2 separate regions of the Mus musculus genome follow, and region 1 is linked to region 2. The links are chromatin contacts, called in public HiChIP or PLAC-seq maps. All regions are on one chromosome and are shown on one strand. Each heading gives the region's core, a stretch centred on a gene start, on an enhancer-like site or on the middle of the called end of the contact. The rest is flanking DNA. Distances are from core to core; before and after follow the strand shown.

Evidence for each region. HiChIP or PLAC-seq counts read pairs in DNA pulled down with a chosen protein or histone mark.
Region 1: a contact with region 2 is called in an H3K27ac HiChIP or PLAC-seq map of extraembryonic endoderm stem cells. The contact joins the promoter of Fam166c here to the promoter of Selenoi in region 2. A contact is called at or near these places in 5 of 39 promoter capture datasets (the C10 cell line, the HPC-7 cell line, neutrophils and 2 more), 6 of 484 Hi-C or Micro-C datasets (3T3-L1-derived adipocytes, the C2C12 cell line, the CH12 cell line and 3 more), 6 of 115 datasets of contacts at active chromatin or transcription factors (the 230-238 cell line, bone marrow-derived macrophages, extraembryonic endoderm stem cells and 1 more) and 1 of 9 other capture datasets (adipose tissue).

What each region holds. Positions count from the first base shown.
Region 1 is chr5:30,464,039-30,468,098 of GRCm38.p6, reverse strand. Fam166c (family with sequence similarity 166, member C) reads right to left here and starts at 2,022. Exons shown (of 4, transcript NM_029285.1): 1 at 1,915-2,022. The coding sequence starts at 1,988.
Region 2 is chr5:30,229,895-30,234,398 of GRCm38.p6, reverse strand. It overlaps Selenoi (selenoprotein I), which reads right to left and starts at 1,818. Exons shown (of 10, transcript NM_027652.3): 1 at 1,584-1,818. The coding sequence starts at 1,640.

The DNA.
Region 1 (4,060 bases), core at 773-3,272, 230 kb before region 2:
AATAATTATCCAAGTCAGGTAGGGAATCCTGGAGTCTTTCATTAAGTAAACGGGATTGCCACTGAGGTAGTAGAAACACCAGATGTCCTGGTTCATTCCTGGCTGAGGGGGACCTTTGAGGAAAACATATCTCTCACAGAAAGGTCTTGACGGAGAGTAGCAGACATGGCTCAGCGCTCTGCCTAGCGGAAGCCAGGCTTGAAGCCCCCTTTATGGCCGGCCATTGTCTTTACTATCTCTAAAGGAATCATAGGATAGAATGCGGCACTCAAGGGAACCAAAGACAAACATTTAGAGAGGCACCGTGGGGGTTTTCCTAAAACTGCAGCCTCCAAAGCTTCTAGTGTGACGGAATCATGGGATAGGGCTGCTGGCACGCCAGGGCTTGCCCTGCAGGCAGCAAAGAATCAACGGGTTTGGCACAAGCAGCTCTTCCAATAAAAGCCTGTGGAGCAGTGAGTCTCAGCCTTCCTGACGCTGCATCCCTATAATGTGGTTCCTCATGCTGTGGTGACCCCCAACCGTAACATTATTTTGTTGCTATTTTCTAACTATAATCTTGCTACTGTTATGAATCATAATGAATGCATATCTGATACGCAGTGTGTGTGACACGTGACCCCTGTGAAAGGCTCGTTTGATGCCCTCAAAGAGATTGAGAGCTACAAGTTGGGACCCACTGCTGTGGAGGAGTAAAAGAAATAAAAGAGCAATGTCTGATGTCACAGCTCATGACAGACAGCTAGAGTGTGGAAAACCCACTGCTGGCCTTGGCCTCAAAGATGAGTTTGAACTAAATCTTAAGTATTTACATGAGTAAGGGGGACCTGTGCTGTGCTCCACCAGGGCTCAGCGTAGATAGTGGGGACTTATAGACTTCTATAAGTCTGGTGCCATATAGACTTCTAATGCCAGCACTTGGGAGGCCGAGGCAGGGGCATCAAAAGTTCAAGGACAGCCTAGCCCATAGCCTGAGCTCAAGGTCAGCCCAGGTAACTTCCTGAGACTCTCTGTCTCAAAATGTAAAGAAAATCTAAATAGAAGGCTGGGATCCCTCTGGGGTCATCCACCCCCTTTTGTCTTTGTTCCTTTGGGGTGCCTATAACACCTGGCACATGCCCCATGAACACTCAATGTCTTTTCCAAGTGAAGAAGCAGTGGGTAGCCAAGCCTCACGGCCAGCTGATCCAACATGCCTGGCTGGCTTTGGGGAAACTCTATGCTTTGTAAACCACCTTTGTCTGATGGGTCCCATCCACCACCGACATGCCAGATTGGAACTAGAGCCCCAGACTCTGGGGGCAGATACTTCCACACGTACTGTTTCTGAAAATGATGGTAACAGAGAGCCCCTCGGTGCCCTGCTTCTTCCGCGGGAAAACACATCGAATTTTATGTAAAATGCACTGTGTTCTGTCGACGCTGGTGGTTTTTTCATCCCGTAGCCTGCTCAGTTTGCAGAAAAAAGTATGTATAAAAATCAGGTGGCTAGTGTACTCTACCAACTGTCACATACGGCCCTGCCAGATTCTGCTAGGCATGCCCACCCGGCGTCAATCCCTCCTTCCTGGAAAGCCGGGCACTCCCAGCTCCTTCTCACATTCTTTGTGAACCAGGCTGCTTGCTCCAAGCACACACATTTTCACGGTCTCTCTCTCCCTCAGTCTGGCCCCATCCATAGCAAGTGGGCTAAGTAAGTCTCAGACATCCACTTCTTCAGCCCCACCACCTGCCAGTCTGTTGTTACAGCAGAAAGACCATGAAAGCCAAGAAGGAAACACTGGCCAGTGGGGTTTCTTGGAGCCCCCAGATCCAGAGGGCGGAGCCTCGGCGTCCCGCAGGTGTGTGCAGAAGGGAGGAGGGGGAGAGCTCTGACCCGCAAGTTCAGGTGTGTCAGGGTGCCTAGCAGCTTACCCGGGCATGAGAGCTGGGGGCACGAAGGCGGCATTAAATTCGGTCATTAGTGTGCCCGCGCTACGGAAGGCCATGGTGGGTGCTGCGAGCCCCGGCGCGGTGGCTCGGCTCAGCCCTGCGGTAAACAGCCAGCTGGTCACCCGGCAACCACATGCCTGGCAACCCGAGTTCGTTCTGGGACAGTGAGTCCTCTTTGCTGTGCGCTCCCTAGACCTTCTCTGTCTATCAACCCGGAGAAGACGCCGCCCCATCCTCACAAGGTTACTGTGTGGCTCCCCCAAGGGTCCCTGGCATCCAGTTTAGGTGTTCATATCTACTGGAGATATGGTGTGGAGATAAAAAAGCTGGATCGATCCTGAAGAGGCTATCATTTGATCCCATTTGGATCACGAGGGTTCCCTCCACCCACGGAACTCGGGGAAGTGGCTCTATGGCTGACCTCACTTCATGTGTGGGTTCCCACCCCTGTCATTTCAATGTTCACTAATTTTCTCATTAGTTTCTCCTTTCTCCCCTTGAACTTCCTTCTTCCCACATTTCTCAAATAGGGTGACTCTGGCCTGTAATCCCATCATCAGAGGCTGAGGCAGGAGGATTGCTAGTTTGAGGACAGCCTGGGCGACTTGATGAGACACTTTCTGGGGCAGAGGAGGGACAGGAGGAGAAGGGAGGAGTGCCTGTTACAGTTTGAGTCTGTATATCCCTCACACACTCACATTTTGAGCCTTGTTCCCTGGTGGGTGTTACCTTTAAGACACAGAATCTTATAGGGGAGAGCCCTGGCTGGTCTAGCGGGTTACTAGGGGCCACCCTTGGAAAGTTAGTTCTTGGTTCTGGCTTTGCAGTTTTCTGGTCATTGAGATGCGAAAGGAGCTGTTTTCCATGCCTCCCCACAAGGATGGGTTGAAACCATTGTCTTAAATAAAGTTTGGTTCCCTTAAGTTGCTTACTGCACTATTTTGTCGGGGTAGAAGTAACTGGGACAGTCTATGGTTTATATTTGCCTCAGGTACCGTAGTTCATTCTGCCCAGAGATCTGTAGTGTGAGGTTTCCCTTCAGCCATCAAAGCCCTGAAGTCCACTTGAGGTTTGCTTTACATAAACTGTCTCCTCCATGAGCTAGGCAAATCTAGGTCCTGTCAAGCAGCCAGCCGATATTAACCATCATGTGGTGGGTCTCTTCCCCTCAGCTATTCCTCGGGTAGAGGCATCACCCGCACAGCTGGAACCTGTAAATGGCAGCCGATGAAGACCACAGTCACTAATGAACTCACAGGATGCCATCACAATCAGAACTCTCCAGAGATGTCCTCTAACAGATGCCAGCGATTCTAGGCTGTAGGGAGCATATGTTTGTAAGAGGTGCTTGCGCGCGCGCGCGCGCACACACACACACACACACACACACACACACACACACAATCAGAATGGCTGAAGCTTAGTGTGGCCAAGAAGCCACAGGTGTGGGCGTAGTGACAAATCAGTGAAGGAAATGTGCAGTCATATCTACTGTTTCCCAAGTTGCCTCAGGGCACATTTGCTTCACTAAGAAAAATATTAGGCAAAGTTGTGTTTAAAAGGTGACCATGGCTCTAATGTGACATACTCCAGGAAGGCTTTGAATGACCCCACTCCACTAGGTGAAGCCCTCACTTCCTCTCCATTCTCGGCCTCCCAGTCGGTCCAGTTTGCAGACCGCCTTCTGTGCACTCTGGACCACAAGCCCTCTGCCTATTCTGGGTGGACTCTGCATTGGCACCTGGTGTAGCTGGTAGAGTCATGCTATGCTAACTGGAATTGCTGTCGTCTTTGAGACGGAGAAACTGGGATTTGACAAAGCTTTTAGGGCTGCTCCGTAGGACTTCCCTTCAGCATGTGCAGGGCTGTAAGAGGCTCCATGAAACTCACCCTTTAGAGTAGAGAACCAGGGGACCCTTGAGGAGAGGGCTGCTAAGTACCACCGAACCTTACAGACAAAGATGAATTTGTGTCATTTTAAAGGGACATTAACTTTGGTTTTAATTTTTTTTTAGATATTTTCTTGCATTCAATGTATGCATTTTTGAAGAATTTTCTAACTCAATATAGTTAAATATACATCAGAAAGGGGAGCGGAAACTGAGGAGAGAGAGGAAAAAGAAAGTAC
Region 2 (4,504 bases), core at 569-3,068:
TACATTTGTGATTGATTTTGGATCCCGCCTCCAAAAAAAGCCTCACTGTAACTAGAATAACATCAACATTTTAGTGACTGCTGGGACGATTGCAAAACTGACCTTTGTTTTCCAGAACGATAGGAAACCGGTTGTCAAACACAGGAGCTGAGTCAGATAAGGAAGGGACAGCCACAGAAAACCACACCGAGATGTCCGATAAAATAAGACTTTTATCTAGCTGGGACTATAAACCTAGAGAAGACGGTGAGGAAAACTAGGCTCACTGAATAAAGCTGCCACTTTATAAAAACTTGCTCTAAAAGTCAAGACTCATTTTCGAAGAAAATATTTTGGCTGCCAATCTTTGCAGTGCAGCACAGATAACCAAGAGGGTGATGCAAACACACACAGGAGGTATCTGGGTTAACAGCCTTCTGACCCAAGCCACTAAGAAAGCTCTGCAATTTCTTCCTTCCCAGTTACAGTTTTAAGGTAAGTCACCACCTTAATTCAGAATAGTATGGTCCAACACTGCTTCAAAGAAGAATATCCTAGGGCCTTCTAAAGCCCCTGGGTTTTTTTTTTTCTATTTCAGTTAAACAAAATGAAGATTTTTCCCCCCAAAATATTAATTCATTGCACAAATGTTTCCTGGATGACTACTACCCACAGGACTAGCCTCATCATTTGGACATTCTATTCGGCACACACTAATTTCATAAAGGAACAGATTGCCCTCAAGAAAGGCTTACCAAAGATGAAACACCAAACCTCATTATTTCACATTAAGACACCTGGATGGCCAGTAGTTCCCTGGGGGGACTACTAAATCTGTATTTTGCAACCCCAGAATGCTGGAACCACCAGCATTTCTTGGGGGTTCATGCCGTGCCAGACTCTTTTCAACCCTTTCCAATATACTAAGCACAAGAGAAACTCACACTTAGGCTAAAGAGCCTAAAAGAGAGGCTGAGTAGGGTTTCAACGACTCGTCCAAAGCCAAAAGAAGAAACTTGACTTTGGCATCGCGTTTCTATGTACTCCAAAGCCCGCGCGCTCTTTGCACTATACAGTTTCTTCTAGTGCACAACGTCTTAACCTGCAGTGCCAGCGCTACGAGCCTCAGTGAAAGCCCTTTTCCAGGGGTAGGGTGGAGTGCATCTGCATTAAGGCCTGAAAAAGTCACTTCCCTCCCTTAGCATCCGCTAAAAGACCATCCAGATCTCTGAAGTTGTAAGCACTGAGAGGCATGTGAGAAGCTCATTCAAACGACGACCAAAAGAAGGGAACAACACCCTCTCTGGGAAAGGCTGAAAACCCGCCGCAGTGACAATTAATAAGGAAAAGGAGAGAAAGGAATTTCTTCACCCCACTCTCTAAGGAAAAGGCAGTCTCCCGCGGGGTGCCAAGACCGGGCGGCCGGCCTAGGATGCTCCCAAGCTTCCCGACCGCGACCTCCCGCCCCCAGAATCCCCTTCAACAACGCCCGCCGGCGCGCCACGCGGCAGGCGCAAGGTGACACGGACCGCGCCGGCCCCTCGCCGGCCAGGGCGCGGCCCGGGCGCGGGGGAGATGGGCGACCGCCTGCTCGCCTTCTCTACCTTGTACTTGTCAAAGCCCGACAGCTGCTCTGGGCTCACGTATTCGTAGCCAGCCATGACGACCCGAAAACTGAACGCCCACTCCGCAGCGGCAGCGACACTGCGCGACAGGGCAATGAAACAGGAGCAGCACACGGCGTTGTGCAGAGCTAGGAAAGCCTGGGCTGGTAAAGAAGGTAGAGGCGCGCTCCGCCCACCGCGCACGCGTAGCGCACCCAGTGCGCAAGCGCAGCCCCGCGGCTCCCGCGGGTAGGGACACCGCCCCTTACACGGCCCGCCCCCAGCACCGCCTCAATCCAATCGGCACGGGATGGCCATCGCCAAGTCCCGCCCCTCCTACCGTCTTCGTCGCTTCATTTGCCAGAGTCAAAATAGGTGAACTGAAGTAAGAGGAGGAGTGAAAGGTCAACTTCCCAGCAGCCTTTGCTCTTGTCTCTGCTATAGGAACCCCGAGTGATTGTGTGGGATGCTCGCATAATCTTGTGGCCCGGGTGAGTGTGTACGGGGGCGTTCGAGGGGAAGGGCGGAGGCAGGTGTGTGCCACAGCGGGCTGTGAGCGCCTGGAGCTTCGGGATCCTGAAATGATGATGTCGGGCGAACGGGAAACATCGAGTAATCCAAAGGGACTTGAAAATCAGTCCCTTCTGATCCATGATGCTTGTGAACCTTGGACTGCCTCGTCAAATTCCACTGGTTCAGCCGGTGCGAATTCCAATTGCTTAAGTCTCCTCGATTCCCCCATAAAACCATTGATCTCTCAATCTCGACGGGGCCCTGTGTTTACAAGGAGTGATTTTACAACTAGGGCCCAGTGCATTGTAGAAAGAACACGTCACCAGTGGTTAATATGTGTCTAATAATAGGAAATGTTTAATAATTGCTACTTTTTATTGCGTGCCTTACGTGCAGAGAATTTTGCATACATCATCGCCAACCCATTAACTTTGAGATGAGAGGCATTTGCCCCATTTCCCTTAGCACACAGTCCGGAGTTGTGTATTCTCCAGTACCAGCAAGAAATTCAAATTACAATGCCTATCCAGAAGCACTTATTTGGTTGGAAATGGTTAGCCCAATTAGAAATATAGCCCTATTAGAAACAGATTATCAGTGAGTCTAATAGTTCCCTTGTTCCCTGGAATGAGGGCAATTAATTTGAAATCTCCACTTAAGTTCCTTGGAGTCATTCACTTAACAAATTGCTGTCAGGACCTAAGATATGCTAAGCACAGTTTCCGGCTTTTTTGAGACAGGATCCCATACCAGCTCCTAGCTAGCCTGGAACTCACTATTCAGCCCAGACTAACCTCAGATTCATGACAATATTATCAATATCAAGTGTGAGCCACCACACCCACCTCTAAAATGTACAGTTCTTAATGAGATGATGCATATAAAGTGTCCATTAAACCAACATAAAATCTTTGCTATGTAGTTTTTCTAGTCAATATAAATATGACAAAAAGAATCTTGTCATCAATTTTTTTTTAATATGAGCCTTGCACCATTCCATCTGAAATACAAACCATACTTAAAATACTTTAACTACTTGTGGAAAAACATTTAAAAGTGACAGGATAGGGCTGGAGAGATGGCTCAGCCGTTAAGAGTAATGACTGCTCTTCTGGAGATCCTGAGTTCAACTCCCAGAGGTGGCTCACACCCATCTGTAGCTCCAGTTCCAGCGAATCTGATGCCCTCCTGTGGCCTTCAAGGACACTGCATGCACAGGATGCAGGCAAACACACACCCATACGTGTAAAATAAAAAGTAATTTTTTAAAAACTTACACAACTGCAAACTAATAACAGTACATGAGCTACACATTTATTATCCACTTTACATCGGCTCACAACCCCCCTCCCTCCTCTCTTCCCAGTCCCACCCACCCTTACCAGTCCCTTCCCCATTACCACCCTACCAGAGCTGAGTGTGGCTGTGGACCCCTACAATCCCAGCTTTCTGGAGAGCTGAGGTGTAAGAAGAATCACTGTAGCCAATGTTGACTTAAACTCATGATCCTCCTGCCCCAAAGGCAATCTAGGAAATATTTTTTTAAAGAACAATTTTGAATGTTTTAAAGGACTCTTGTTACCTTTAATTATGTGTGTGAGTATGTGCACGTAAGTATAGGTGCCTGAGGAGACCGGGGCCATCTCGTGTCCCTGGAGCTGGAGTTAGAGGCGGTTGTGAGCTTCAGGACGTGGGTGCTCAGGAGGAACCCTGGTCCTCTCTGCATAGCAGTCAGCACTCTTAACTACTGAGCCATCTCTCCAGCCCCACAGCTTTAAATTTTGTGACAGCGAGTAGTTGCGGTTCACTGCCTCTCCTGTGTGGATGGTTGTTAAAACTTAGAATCAATTATAAATCCTGAGATCTTAAACAGAAATAATACAGAACTTTGTCTGGCCTTTGTCATCTTATACTTGTTATCTGAGGGATCTTCAACAATTCAATTTCACTTTGCCCCAGTTTTTTTTTTTAATTAATAACATGTATTTGTGGGGGAGAGTGAGCATGGATGGATCAGAAGACAGTTTTCCACAGTTGATTTTCTCCTCCCAACTTGTGAGTTGTGGGGAATCTAACTTATGTTATCAGGCTTGGCACCAAAGTGCCTTTACCCTTTAAGCCATCTTGCCAGACCTTAAGGTCTCTTGTGGGAAGCCGCCCCCACATTCGCCGTTACAAGATGGCGCTGACAGCTGTGTTCTAAGTGGTAAACAAATAATCTGCGCATGTGCCAAGGGTAGTTCTCCACCCCATGTGCTCTGCCTTCCCCGTGACGACAACTCGGCCATGGGCTGCAGCCAATCAGGGAGTGATACGTCCTAGGCGAAGGATAACTCTCCTTAAGAGGGACGGGGTTTCGTTTTTGCTTTTGGGGGGCTCTTGCACTCTTGCTCCTGAAGATGTAAATA